Linked DNA regions of Zea mays: region 1 is linked to region 2. A link is a contact called in public Hi-C data. All regions are on one chromosome and are shown on one strand. The core of a region is the stretch at or near the end of the contact, and the rest is flanking DNA. Distances in the headings are between cores, read along the strand shown.

Evidence for each region. A called contact is a pair of places that touch in the nucleus more often than the background predicts.
Region 1: a Hi-C map of leaf shows a contact between it and region 2, with 7 times the contacts expected there. The contact joins the promoter of LOC103631208 here to the promoter of LOC100281788 in region 2. A contact is called at or near these places in 2 of 25 Hi-C or Micro-C datasets (ear and leaf).

What each region holds. Positions count from the first base shown.
Region 1 is chr1:5,371,236-5,377,556 of Zm-B73-REFERENCE-NAM-5.0, forward strand. It overlaps LOC103631208, which reads left to right and starts at 4,941. Exons shown (of 2, transcript XM_008652169.4): 1 at 4,941-5,765; 2 at 5,857-6,321. The coding sequence starts at 4,941. The coding sequence ends at 5,880.
Region 2 is chr1:5,151,676-5,158,579 of Zm-B73-REFERENCE-NAM-5.0, forward strand. LOC100281788 reads left to right here and starts at 4,403. Exons shown (of 6, transcript NM_001368098.1): 1 at 4,403-4,615; 2 at 5,235-5,343; 3 at 5,483-6,258. The coding sequence starts at 5,500.

The sequences.
Region 1 (6,321 bases), core at 3,691-6,190, 220 kb after region 2:
AGTTGATGCTGGAGCCCTTAGGCTGTCTGCATGCCGCAGCAAATCGTGTAAAATAGGGGATTTGCGTTGTAGATTACACTGTTTACAGAGTGATTTTAAAATAGGGGATGAGATACGATAGCTGTTGGAGACAGCCTAACACATGAGGTGAGATGAACAGAAGGGGCAGGCTGCCAGGCGAGTTAGGCTGGCTCTAGCAAGAGCCCCTAAAGCCTCCTGTACTCTAAATATAGAGGACGAAACGGTTCTCTATGCTCTCCAGCAACGTCCTCTAAACGGTCCTCTAAATTTAGAGGACGCTGTTGGATTCTCTGTATATAGAGTTTCTCTAAACGGTCCTCTATACATTTAAATACTTTAAATAACCGGTTTAGCAAAACTAAAACATGTACAATACATTTAAGAGTATGACAAATACGTATGTATAATAAAAAATAAAAAATGTCTCTAATATAGATATTTGTGTATAGAGGACGTGATTTAGAGGACGTTGTTGGAGAGGAAGGAGATATAGAGGATAAAATCTTTTAGAGGAGACTGTAAATGACGGATATAGAGGATGGATATAGAGGACGTTGCTGGATTAGGCCTCTTTTCTGCGAGGCGAACTGCAGTCCAGCATCTGTTGTTGTTGAGAGCAATAAAAAAAGGCATTATAGGCTGTCCCTAGCAAATCGTGTAAAATAAGGGATTTATAGTGTTGATTACACCGATAGGACAACTGCTGGAGACGGCCTTAGAGGAGCCCAACTGTCCTCACCCGGTCACCCCACCCCCAATAGGCCAATACCTCATCCTTCATCCATGTAGTAGCAAAGCCTAAATACAAATTGGATCACCTCAAATAAACATTGCTAGCCTGTCGTGCACAACCCATTGATATCTCGGTGCACATGATGCATTTTTTTGGGTGGAAGGGGTTAACCTGGTTAGGGAAGGGAATTGCGTGGCATATGCTGCCAGAACATTGATGGAAATTTGCTCTCTGTATCGCAGCTGAGGCGAGCTCATGTATCATGTTTATTTGGAGGGATCTTCATACCACAGTTAACCTAATTGGAATGTTAGTTTATTACATGAACAGAAAATTCTGGCTCTGTATGGTAGCAAGTTAACAACAACAACAACAACAACAACAATGCATGTTATCTGGCTGCAATAATCGTGTAGGATTACAATTATACTTAGACATGCAACTTTTAATAGTCCAATTGCCATTGAGTGCAATTTACAAGCTACTAGGTCAGCCAGGGTTTGACCGGTGGTCCTTATTTCAAATTAGCACTTATGGCATGGCTACACTTGCACGATACATAGGAGCGTAGTTGTACCAGTTAACAACCATTAGTTGACAAAACACGCTGATCAGTAATGTCAACTTGAAGCCTGTGTCTTTTGAAAATAGCTGGAAATGGAGCAGGAAAACTGTGTCTTACCATTCTCAAACATGTAATATTTTACTCGAAATCCATCAGACGGTCAGTACCTTTCAGTTACCTTCTGGTTACCAGCTAGAGCCAGTATTCTGTTGATTTATGTTCTGGCTTTTGACTTGTCCCTCTGGTTTGTGCGGGGCCTTTACTGAGTGAAAGGTAAGCGACTTTAATTTGATTTCCTAGTGTACTGCCATTTGATTTCCAGGCTTTGTAACCCAAATTTTGCCACAACAACCCAGTTCCTGACTGAACAGCTCAGCCACTATACTAAAGTACTCCTTTTCCTTTTGCCTTAGTATGAATCAGTTTGTTAATGGTGGTGATAATATGTCTGTGATGATTTTAGCCTTTCGATAAAAAGGGATGCCGGCATCAGTTCAATGTATGGGCATTCTTGGGGCCATATACACTTGTCGGTATTATGATGCCGAGTGCTTTGAGTAAAGATATAACCTGGTGGGGCGCCCAGTGTTCCACAAAAGGATTACCGGGATGCGCCATATTCAAAGGTATGGTCGGCTCTTACTTATGTGCAGCTGCTGTCAAGTGCTGGGAACAAGATCTGTGGTAAAATCCGGTGTAGGGCACATTTGCTGGCCTCCTTGCTCCACTTCTTTTTACCACCTGTGCCCCACTGCCCCCGATACTGGGAAAGTTCTCTTCGTACTTTGTTTTTCTTTTGCGTCACTATATAATACTGTGTTGTGAGCCTCTCAATTTTCTGGGCATTCATTCATGCTGTTTTAGTTATACAAAAAAAAAGGCTCTATCATGCTGGAAGCTGGAACACAAGATGTGTTGAATCATTGTACACTTTGGCTGCGTTCGTAGATGCCTTTTTTTTGCAACAGAATGTGCTTAGATAGAAATATTTATGCGGAAATCTCTTTGTTCTTAATAATATATGGAGAATAAAGCTTTTATTTCTCCCCTGTCTTTATTTTCCTATTTGTGATCACTATGCCCGACCATCTGCATAAAGAGAAAATAGACACCCGGAAATTTTTGAGCGGTTCCTTTTTCACTGGCGCGTCACAGCTGAGGTTCTTTTTCTCCGCGGCCCATGGAATTGTTCGCTTTCCCTTTTTCACAGCTGGGAGAGAGCTGCCAATTCCGTGCCCCAGGCGGAATAAAATCAGCTGCATGGCGATGGCAATTCTGCTCTCCCAGCCATGAAAAGTCAACAGCTTCAAGAGGCCGGTAACGTACATGATCGGGCTACGTCTCGTATACTTTTATGTCTTTTTGTTTTGGACATTTTGAATACCTTTCGTCTGCTTTATTTTCCCTTTTCTCCTCCCATCTGCTGATGTCTTTCTTTTGTGAGCATTAATTATAGTGGTCGTTATTACATCCCTAATCTCATTCTGTTTATTGGATGGCAGCAGCTCTCCTACTCCTACCTCTCACTGCCAGTCCCCCTCCTTTCCCATATGCATTTAAAATTACTGCTAAACCCCGTTCCTTGATCAGTGACAGTGCTGTCAAGAGTTTAATTTGTGCCGCCAAACATGAAGAAGCATCTAGTGCCTAGCCTAGCAGGTTAACTTTAACTTAACCCTGCAGTTATTTTCAGTATCTTTTAAATGCAAGCCGAGAGACAGAACAACTGCACGAGTGGAACCGGAACATGAGCCTGGGACGGCGAACTGCTATGTCCGGGTGTCGTCGTTGCTACACGCTACACAGACAGTCTCCTCTACTTTGTTCCAGGGTTTCTCTAGCTTTTGTGAAAGTCGTGGACCATGCGTGTTCAGTGCTCTTGATCCTTGAACCGTATTCTCTCTGTCACCTTTGCCACCGCTAATCATGCATAGCCCAAGCCCCAAGCCTGCCACACACGTCCCGTGGCTCCATGATCTGAACGATCCAAGCCGATGCCCGAATGCTATGGCCCCAATCCGAGATTGGACAACGACGTGACATGATAAGAAAAAACATATGTGGTTCTTCCTCTTTCTCCGAGTTTCCCTTTTCACAGCCTATTTAGAACCGTAGCATTAGCTATAACTGTTTGTTACAAATTACAATGACAATGATTGGGAAAAGCCTAGCAATTCCAAGAGACTCTTTATATTTTTTTTCTAATTATTAAAAATAGGGTTCTTTTCAAAAAAAAAACTCTTCAACAACTTATTTAAATAATTATCAAAATATAGATATCTTAGAGTATCTCCTAGAGTATTTCTAAATTTCACTCTCTAAAGTATCATTTAGAGAATCATTTGCATAAAAAATATTTTCTATATCCTTTCAATCTCCAACGGCCTTTCAATGGTTGTAGTTGTTTTGGATTATAATATGTACAGATTATATAATATAGTGTAAATAATCTAGTAGGTAACAAACACCTAGATATAGGTCCAGATTATACAATCTAAAACTCATATTGTGATAATCTTATAATCTCCTTAAGAGTAGCTTATTTGAAATCATTTTTGACAAAAGACCCTGTACTCATGGTTATGTTCATAAAATTACAACCTCTGTCATTTTTTCTTCTTTCCCTAAATCACACGCACGCGGGGTATTATTGTCTTTGTGTCTCAAAAATCAATAATCTTCATTTATATAATTTGGTCATTCAAACAGCTACACATAGATTATATTTTTTGCAGATTATAACCAAGAATATATAATCTAGATTATATAATATATAAGCTAAAACAAATATGCCATATATCTTGTTTGCACGAGCCATTTATGTTTTCTATATTTGGCTAGCGAGAAACCCGGAATAGAATTTGACTATATTTAGATAACATGTTGGAGGGTATTTTTAAAATAAAAAATATTTATATAGATTAGAAGAATATGCTCTTATATTCTGGGGTTCTCGCTAGCCAAAGATAGAAAACGCGAATAACTCTTTAGTGTGTAAATAAGATAGAAAAGTTGTTGGATATAGGAAGTGATTACTTAGAGAGTAAACTTTAGAAAGACTCTTGGAGATGCTCTAAAACTGTATGTGGAGCTATAACGGTTTAGTTCATAACCGTCGAATAACGAAAAAAATTCCGCCCCCGTGATTGAGTCTAAAAATGAGACGGTTCTTAGACAGAGTGTGTAAAATAAGAGACGTGGAACTATAGATGATATTATTACTGTTCGGTTAGAGAAGTTTAAAATATAGAATAAGATAGAGAATGAAACATGAATCTGTGGAGATTAGGGCCAAAATCCATCCTTGCTATCCTCCAAAGAGGTGAAGTTGACCGGATAACACCTGAGCCTGAATAGTATTGAATACAAACCATCGTGCCTTTTGTACGTACGTATGTTTGTTTGTATCTGTCGATAATCCGTCCGCGCCCAGCGACCTGAACATCGAAACCCGAGACGAGACCTTTTTTTTTCCTTCACGGGACAAGAAAGACTCAATGAATCTGTTGCCATGACAGCGATAACAAGCGTAATAAACGGGAGGGAGGGAGGGAAAATAGAAATAGAACAAAATTGCTGGGTAAAAGAAAATAGAAGCGCGGCACGAGGACAAGGGGCAACATGGACATTGCGCCCGATGCCACAACCACAAGCCCACAGAGACGGACATTGCGGCGCGCGCCTATATCTTCGCTTTGCCCATGCCGTGCACGCCCCTCCTCAGCGCTGCCACTGCCACCGCGCCGTCTCCCGTCCCCCGTCCGCGCGCGCGCGCGCACGCACGCCGGCCAGGCCCAGGCCCAGGCCCTCATGGAGGTCGGTCCGACGCAGCAGCGCCTCGGCGACAGCTTCTCCCGCGGGTGGCTGGCGAAGCGCGGCGCGCGGGCGCCGTCACTCGAGCACCTCGTCGCCGACGCCGACCTCGGCCATTCCTTCGGCAGCTCCAGGTCGTCGTTCATCGACATGGACCCCGCCGCGCTCTTCTCCATGCGGTGGACGGCCACGGCCGCGCCGCCGCCGGAGAGCGACTTCGAGTTCGGGCTTATTATTCCCGGTGGCGTGGGCGGGGGCAGTGACCCCCCGTCCCCGGCGCTGGTCAGCGCGAGCCGCCGGGTCATCCGCGACGGCCGCCTCGTCCCCGGCGACCCGCTGTTCTGCTCGGCCCGCAGCGCGCCGGCCTCCCCGTCCCCGAGCCCGTGCTGCGGCGGGAGGGCCGCCGCCGCCGGGAGGCGCTCGTCGTGGTGGAAGATGCCGCTGCAGTACCTCCGGTTCCTCCTGCCGCTGTACCGCAAGGTGAGGGCCCTGCGGCGTCTCCCGGCGCCGAGGCGGCGGCCCCGCGTGGCGCCGGCCAGCCCGGCGCGCGCGTCCGCGTCCAGCCTCGACTGGTGCCACGGCAATGCCGACACCGCCGTCCGCGACGCCATCCTCTACTGCAAAAAGTGCAGCGTACGTCCATGGCCCCTCCACCGATGATCAGTCCGCTCCATCCTCTCCCAAGACTCCAAACTGACACTGCCGTTCCCGCACACTTTTTCAGGCCGCCGGACAACAAGACGCATAGCACACGACCTTGTCACGTGAAGTCCTCCGAGCCGTCCGTCGCCCTGTGCCGTCTCGTCACCGAGCTCTTTGTCTGCTCATCGTCTGTCCGACGTGATGGCGGTCATGGCATCGCCCTGTGCCATCTCTATACCACACCTCGCACAAAGATTACAGCGTCCGTGTATTTGAACTGCCGCGTGAATGGCTCGTGATGTACAGTTTAAAATCCAAAGTTTAAACATTAATCCGTAGAAACGAAACGGAGTCGGCCTTTTCTGCCTCACGTACCGGTGGTGGTGGCCTGGTGGGGGTGCCGGGGAGGGAAGGAATAGTAAACAGATTGCGGCAGCGACTGAAAGCGTCATTATTCCAGAAGAAATCCTCGGCTCTTTATACTGCTGACCTAGCACTCGTTTAGCACGTTGTGCTTGGCGCTCTCCGACCGTAAATTGAATTCGTT
Region 2 (6,904 bases), core at 3,153-5,652:
GGAGGTGTACGTGGAGCAACCCCCTGGCTTCGAGGATAACCCCGACCACGTGTGTAAGCTCTCTAAGGCGCTCTATGGACTTAAGCAAGCCCCAAGAGCATGGTATGAATGCCTTAGAGACTTTTTAATTGCTAATGCTTTCAAGGTTGGGAAAGCCGATCCAACTCTTTTCACTAAGACGTGCGATGGTGATCTTTTTGTGTGCCAAATTTATGTCGATGACATAATATTTGGTTCTACTAATCAAAAGTCTTGTGAAGAGTTTAGCAGGGTTATGACGCAGAAATTCGAGATGTCGATGATGGGAGAGTTGAACTACTTCCTTGGGTTCCAAGTGAAGCAACTCAAGGACGGCACTTTCATCTCCCAAACGAAGTACACACACGACTTGCTAAAGCGGTTTGGGATGAAGGACGCCAAGCCCGCAAAGACGCCGATGGGAACCGATGGACACACCGACCTCAACAAAGGAGGTAAGTCCGTTGATCAAAAAAGCATACCGGTCCATGATAGGTTCTCTGCTTTATTTATGTGCTAGTAGACCGGATATTATGCTTAGCGTATGCATGTGTGCTAGATTTCAATCCGATCCTAAGGAGTGTCACTTAGTGGCTGTGAAGCGGATTCTTCGATATTTAGTCGCTACGCCTTGCTTCGGGATCTGGTATCCAAAGGGTCTAACTTTGACTTGATTGGGTACTCAGATTCCGACTATGCTGGATGTAAGGTCGATAGGAAGAGTACATCGGGGACGTGCCAATTCTTAGGAAGGTCCCTGGTGTCATGGAACTCTAAGAAACAAACTTCCGTTGCCCTATCCACCGCTGAGGCCGAGTATGTTGCCGCAGGACAGTGTTGCACGCAACTACTTTGGATGAGGCAAACCCTCAGGGACTTTGGCTACAATCTGAGCAAAGTCCCACTCCTATGCGACAATGAGAGTGCTATCCGAATAGCGGAAAATCCTGTTGAGCACAGCCGCACAAAGCACATTGACATCCGGCATCACTTTTTGAGAGACCACCAGCAAAAGGGAGATATCGAAGTGTTTCATGTTAGCACCGAGAACCAGCTAGCCGATATCTTTACCAAGCCTCTAGATGAGAAGACCTTTTGCAGGCTACGTAGTGAGCTAAATGTCTTAGATTCGCGGAACTTGGATTGAATTGTAGCATACATATGTTTATGCCTTTGATCATGTTCATTCTGCATTTTGTTGCTTATTGTGGTGCTCAAGTTGTACAAACACTCCCTGGACCTCACAAGTCCTTTTTGCAAGTGATGCACATATTTAGGGGGAGCTGTGCTACAACTTGACCCTTTGAGACTAACCATGTACTTGAGTTTGGTTGTTTTAGTCTCAAAGGAGGATTGAAAGGGAAAAGGTGGACTTGGACCATGCAAGTCTTCCACTGCACTCCGATGAAAAGAGTAACTTTTCCAAGTTCATCTTTATACTCTTATTGCCTATGTGTTCTTATTTGAAGATTTTGGTGAGGCAATGGGGTTAAAGGGCCAAGATTGATCCCGTTTTGGTGCTTGATGCCAAAGGGGGAGAAAATAAAGGCCAAAGCGATAAATGGATCAGCTACCACTTGAGAGATTTTGAAAATAGTAGAATAAAGCTTTTGGTTTGTCAAAACTCTTTTGTTGTCTCTTTTGTCAAAAGTTGGCTTCTTGTGGGGAGAAATGTTGATTATGGGAAAAAGGGGGAGTTTTTGAAATCAATCAATTTCTTTTGGAATGACTCTCTTTATGTCTTAACATGTGTGTTTGACTTAGAGATAGAAATTTGAATTTGATTTGCAAAAACAAACCAAGTGGTGGCAAAGAGTGATCCATATATGTCAAATTTGAATCAAAATAATTTGAGTTCTTATTTGAAGTGATTTTGTACTTGTTCTACTTGCTTTATGTTGTGTTGGCATAAATCACCAAAAAGGGGGAGATTGAAAGGGAAATGTGCCCTTGGGCCATTTCTAAGTATTTTGGTGGTTTAGTGTCCAACACAAGTGCCTAAGTGTAAAATGGTGGACAAAGTACAAATCAAGGATAAAGGTATGTTTCTCAGACTTAGTACATTGTTTTAGAGACTAATGTATTGTGTCTAAGTGCTGGAAACAGGAAAAATCCAATTGAAAATGCCTTGGCTCGAGCAGCCAAAGTATGCTCAGTCTGGGAGCACCGGACTGTCCGGTGGTGCACCGGACAGTGTCCGGTGCGCCAGGCTGGCTCGAGCAAAGTGGCTGCTCTCGGGACTTCGACGGCGGTGTACGGCTATAATTCACCGGACTGTCCGATGGTGCACCGGACTGTCCGGTGGGCCGTTCACAGGCGAACTCGTCGTTCTCGGGAATTCATCGTCGACGTACGGCTATAATTCACCGGACTGTCCGGTGTGCACCGGACTGTCCGGTGAGCCAACGGTCGGCAGGGCCAACGGTCGGCTGCGCGATCTGCGCGGGACACGTGGCCGAGCCAACGGCTAGAAGGGGGCACCGGTCTGTCCGGTGTGCACCGGACATGTCCAGTGCGCCAACGGCTCTCAGGCTGCCAACGGTCGACTGCGCCATTTATGGAAGGAAATCGGGCACCGGACAGTGTTCGGTGTGCACCGGACTTTCCGGTGCGCCAGTCGACAGAAGGCAAGATCAGCCTTCCTAGATTGCTCTCAACGGCTCCTAGCTGCCTTGGGGCTATAAAAGGGACCCCTAGGCGCATGGAGGAGGACACCAAGCATTCCTACAACATTCCTAAGCACCAAGACATCGATTCCGCGCCTTTGATTCTTTGCGATAGCAATTAGAGCTCTAGTTGAGTGGTGAACTCATTGAGTTGTGTTGTGAGCTCTCGTTGCAACTTGTGTGCGTGGTGTTCCTGTGGTTTCTTGTCTTGAGTGCGTTGCTAATCCCTCCCTTGATCCGTGCTTCTTTGTGAATTTCAAGTGTAAGGGCGAGAGGCTCCAAGTTGTGGAGATTCATCGCAAACGGGATTGAGAAAAGCTAGCAAAACACCGTGGTATTCAAGTGGGTCTTTGGACCGCTTGAGAGGGGTTGATTGCAACCCTCGTCCGTTGGGACGCCACAACGTGGAGTAGGCAAGCGTTGGTCTTGGCCGAACCACGGGATAACCACCGTGCCATCTCTGTGATTGATTTCTTGTGGTTATTGTGTTTTGTTGAGATTCCTCTCTAGCCACTTGGCATATACTATGCTAACGCTTAACCAAGTTTTGTGGCTTAAGTTTTCAAGTTTTACAGGATCACCTATTCACCCCCCCTCTAGGTGCTCTCACTCGGCCACGGCCACGGAAGACAGACTCGACCTCGACCTCGGAGGAGCCTCCACATCGCCCAACCTAGGGCGCGGACCGACCACGTCGACAGGAGGCGCCATCATTACCCTACCCCGAGCTGACTCAGGCTACGGGGAACAAGACCGGCGTCCCATCTGGCTCGCTCCGCCAGATAGGCAATGATGGCGTCCCGCACACTCTGTGACGACGGCGGCTCTCGGCCCCCTTACGGAAGCAAGAGGACATCAGCAAGGACTCGACGGCTCCGACAGCTGCCCTCTCGCCAGGCTCCAGCACTCCTCCGACGGCCACGACACCACACGAACCGGTTGCCAAAACCCCTCCGGCTGCCACGATGGCATGTACTTAGGGCGCTAGCTCTCCTCCGCTAGACACGTAGCACTCTGCTACACCCTCCATTGTACACCTGGATCCTCTCCTTACGCCTATAAAAGGAAGGACCAGGGCCCTTTTACAGAGGGTTGGCCCGCGCGGAGAAGGACGGGACGGCGCTCGCGCAAGGCCGCTCGCTCCCACTCCCGCGTGGACGCTTGTATCCCCCTACTGCAAGCGCACCCGACTCAGGCGCGGGGCTAACACGAAGGCCGCGGGATCCACACTCTCTCACGCCCGCCTCCCTCCGGCCGCTTCCTTTCCCCCCTTCGCGTTCCGCCTTGCGTCGATCCATCTGGGCTGGGGCACGCGGCGACAATTCACTCGTCGGTCCAGGGACCCCCGGGTTTCGAAACACCGACAATTACATTGCCGTTATTTCCAAGAGACTTCCCAAACTATCCTTTGGCACTTGGTAAAGAGCTCACCGAAAAAAAACACTTAGCAAATTATTTGACACTCACGAAGAGCCAAATTTCGGTAGTGATTTGGAAACAAAGGAAACATACGGACATAATAATTTGGCGAAAGCGAAAAGGAGAGTGGTAGTATCGATCAGATTATAATTATTAATCAGGCCAGCTGGGGGGACGCAATTAATTACCCTCCCAGATGCATACGGATACTGGTGCTAGCCTACCACCACTCGTGAGTTGAGTTCAGCACGCAGATGTTTGGACGGGATATATATAGGCGCGATGCAGCAGAGTAGACTGGGCATGGGCCACTACTGCTAGTGCTAGTGCTAGTAGCAGCGGCACAGCGCGGAGAGGCAGAGAAGTAGCCAAAGCCAAGTAGGAGGAGGAGGAGGAGGCAGGGCGCGGGGCGAGAGCTTGACGCGGCAACCACCGCTGCACTGCACTGCACCCCTCGCTCCTCCGAGCTCAGCAGCAGCAGCAGCAGCAGCTCGCTCGCGGCATGTCGCCATGTATGCTTTTGCTGGCGCCCGTCGCCCCCACCCTTTTCCCGTTCCCCTTCCCCGCTCGCGGATGAGATCTTTGGGTTTGGTTGGTTTCTTTAAGACCCGAGCGTCCAAATCACCCCTGTGCTACTGCTGTGCCTGCCTTTTCTTTTGATCCCAATTTCCTCCTTTTCCACCCCTGCCCTCCCCCAACACAAAGCGAGATTCTTGCTTGCTTGGCAGAGGTAAAGAGGGGGGGCCTATGGCTACCTAGCTATCTATCTGCTAGCGGCTCGTGCTACTATTCTTGCTCTCCCCCGATGATTGCTACTTGCAACGCATCTTATTTGACTTAATTAGCTTGCTTGCTTGCTTATGTTTTCTCCTTTTTCTCTCTCTTTTCTCATCAGGACTGTATATGTTTTCTCTGGTATATGTGTGTGTATACATCTCTCTCTCTCTCTCTCTCTTTTGCTGTGTGTCTGTGTTCCTCGTTGATCGATGATCATGCGTGTCGTCTGGGCTGGTCGACGATGAGCTATAGCTGGGTAGTATCAGTAGCTAGTAGCTATCCCCATGCATGGATCATATCACTGCTGGCCGGCCGGCCGGTGGTCGCTGAGCACTAACTACGTGCCTCTTGTAGCCATGTCAGGAAAGATTTATCTGGTCGGCCGATCGAGCTCCTCTCCTCCGAAGCACTGAAGCTCCAGCGGCTGCCCTGCCTGACAGCCACTCCGCACGACAAAATTAAAGTGACTTTCTCCTTCTCCCCTTGTTCGATCCTATTCCTTCCACTTCCACTCTCTCTCTTTCCTTCCCCGCCCTCTCCGCCGCGCTTCTGCTGATCCGTGTGCTGTGTGTGTGTGTGCGCGCGCGCGCTTCAACCTCAAGAAGCGCGGGCGATCAAGATGGCGCACGACCCCAGCCTGGGCTTCGCGGACTACTTCTCGGCGGCGGCGGCGGCGGGCGCCACGGCGATGGACGACGACGTCGGGGCGCCGGAGCTCTATGGCCTGCATGCCGACGACATGGAGTTCCTCGGCATGCGTGGCCTGGCCGCCATGCCCCCCGCCGCGGCACACCACCAGCACCACCACCATCACGGCCACAGCAAGGCCGGTGCGCTCCTCGACGACGACGACGCGGGGGTGGGGCCAGACGTCAGCGGCTCCGCGGACGACGCCACCATGCGCTTCCTGAGCGAGCAGCAGCAGCAGCAGCACCAGGCGCCGCTGTCGCTGTCGCTGTGCCGGCCGGACGTGGCGACGACGTTGCACGAGCAGCAGCACCTCGCCGGCGGTGGCTCCTCGTCCCGGTACCATCAGGAGCAGCAGCCGGCGGCGTGGGTGCAGCAGCAGCACGACTACTCGCCGTCGCCGCAGCAGCACGCGTGGCACCTGCGCAGCTCCAGGTTCCTCGTCCCGGCGCAGCAGGTCCTGCAGGAGTTCTGCAGCCTCCCCGTGGACAGCAGCAGCGCTGCCGCCTCCAGCAAGCGCGCCAAGGCCGCAAATAAGCCGGCCTCGCAGCAGCAGCAGCAGCAAGAAGACGGCGGCGGCGCCGAGGGGTCGTCGTCGTCGGCCTCCTGGGCGCCGTCGCCGCAGATCCAGGCCATGGACGCGCTGGAGCTGCAGCGGCTCAAGGACAAGCTCTACATCATGCTGGAAGAGGTGAGCAGCGCTATAGCTCGCAACCGACCGATCGCCGAGCGAGCTGGGCAGCTCGGGTCTAGCTAGATAGCTAATCCATGATTAATTAGGCTCTACTAGTCCAAGACGAATCTGAGGGGGGAGAATAAGGGGACAAAAAAAAAAAGCTAGCAGGAAAGTACTACTAGCAGCAGGAGTTCAATTATGGTTGCCGGAAGGGTGCACCTGCGACTAGGGCAGGGAAGGGACGCCATTCTGGGGCCTCGCCCTTCGCTTTTGGAAACCTCTATTCTCCCTCGCCCACCTTGGGGTATCTTCCATCCATCCATCGACCCTGGGGCTGGGGCTGGGGCTCGGGGTCCCCTCCCCTCCTCCCTCACCCCCGGCCGGTCATACATGCAGCTGTGCTGCGGCAGACTCGCCCGCACAGTCTCTGCACAGCGCTATGACTCTGGGAGTGCAAGGACCTGCTGCTGGCCTTTTCTTTCGCTTCTGCATGCTGCTAGGTGCTAGCTACTACTCCACTGTCCACTGCCTTCTTCTTTGCACGCCCATCCCCTTGCCATTCAATGTCTCGGGCTCGATCGATCGCACAGTAGTCACGCTCACGCAGGCAGAGGCAGTTTTTACTGGTACTGTGCTCAGCTGCGAGGCAGCCGCAGGAGCT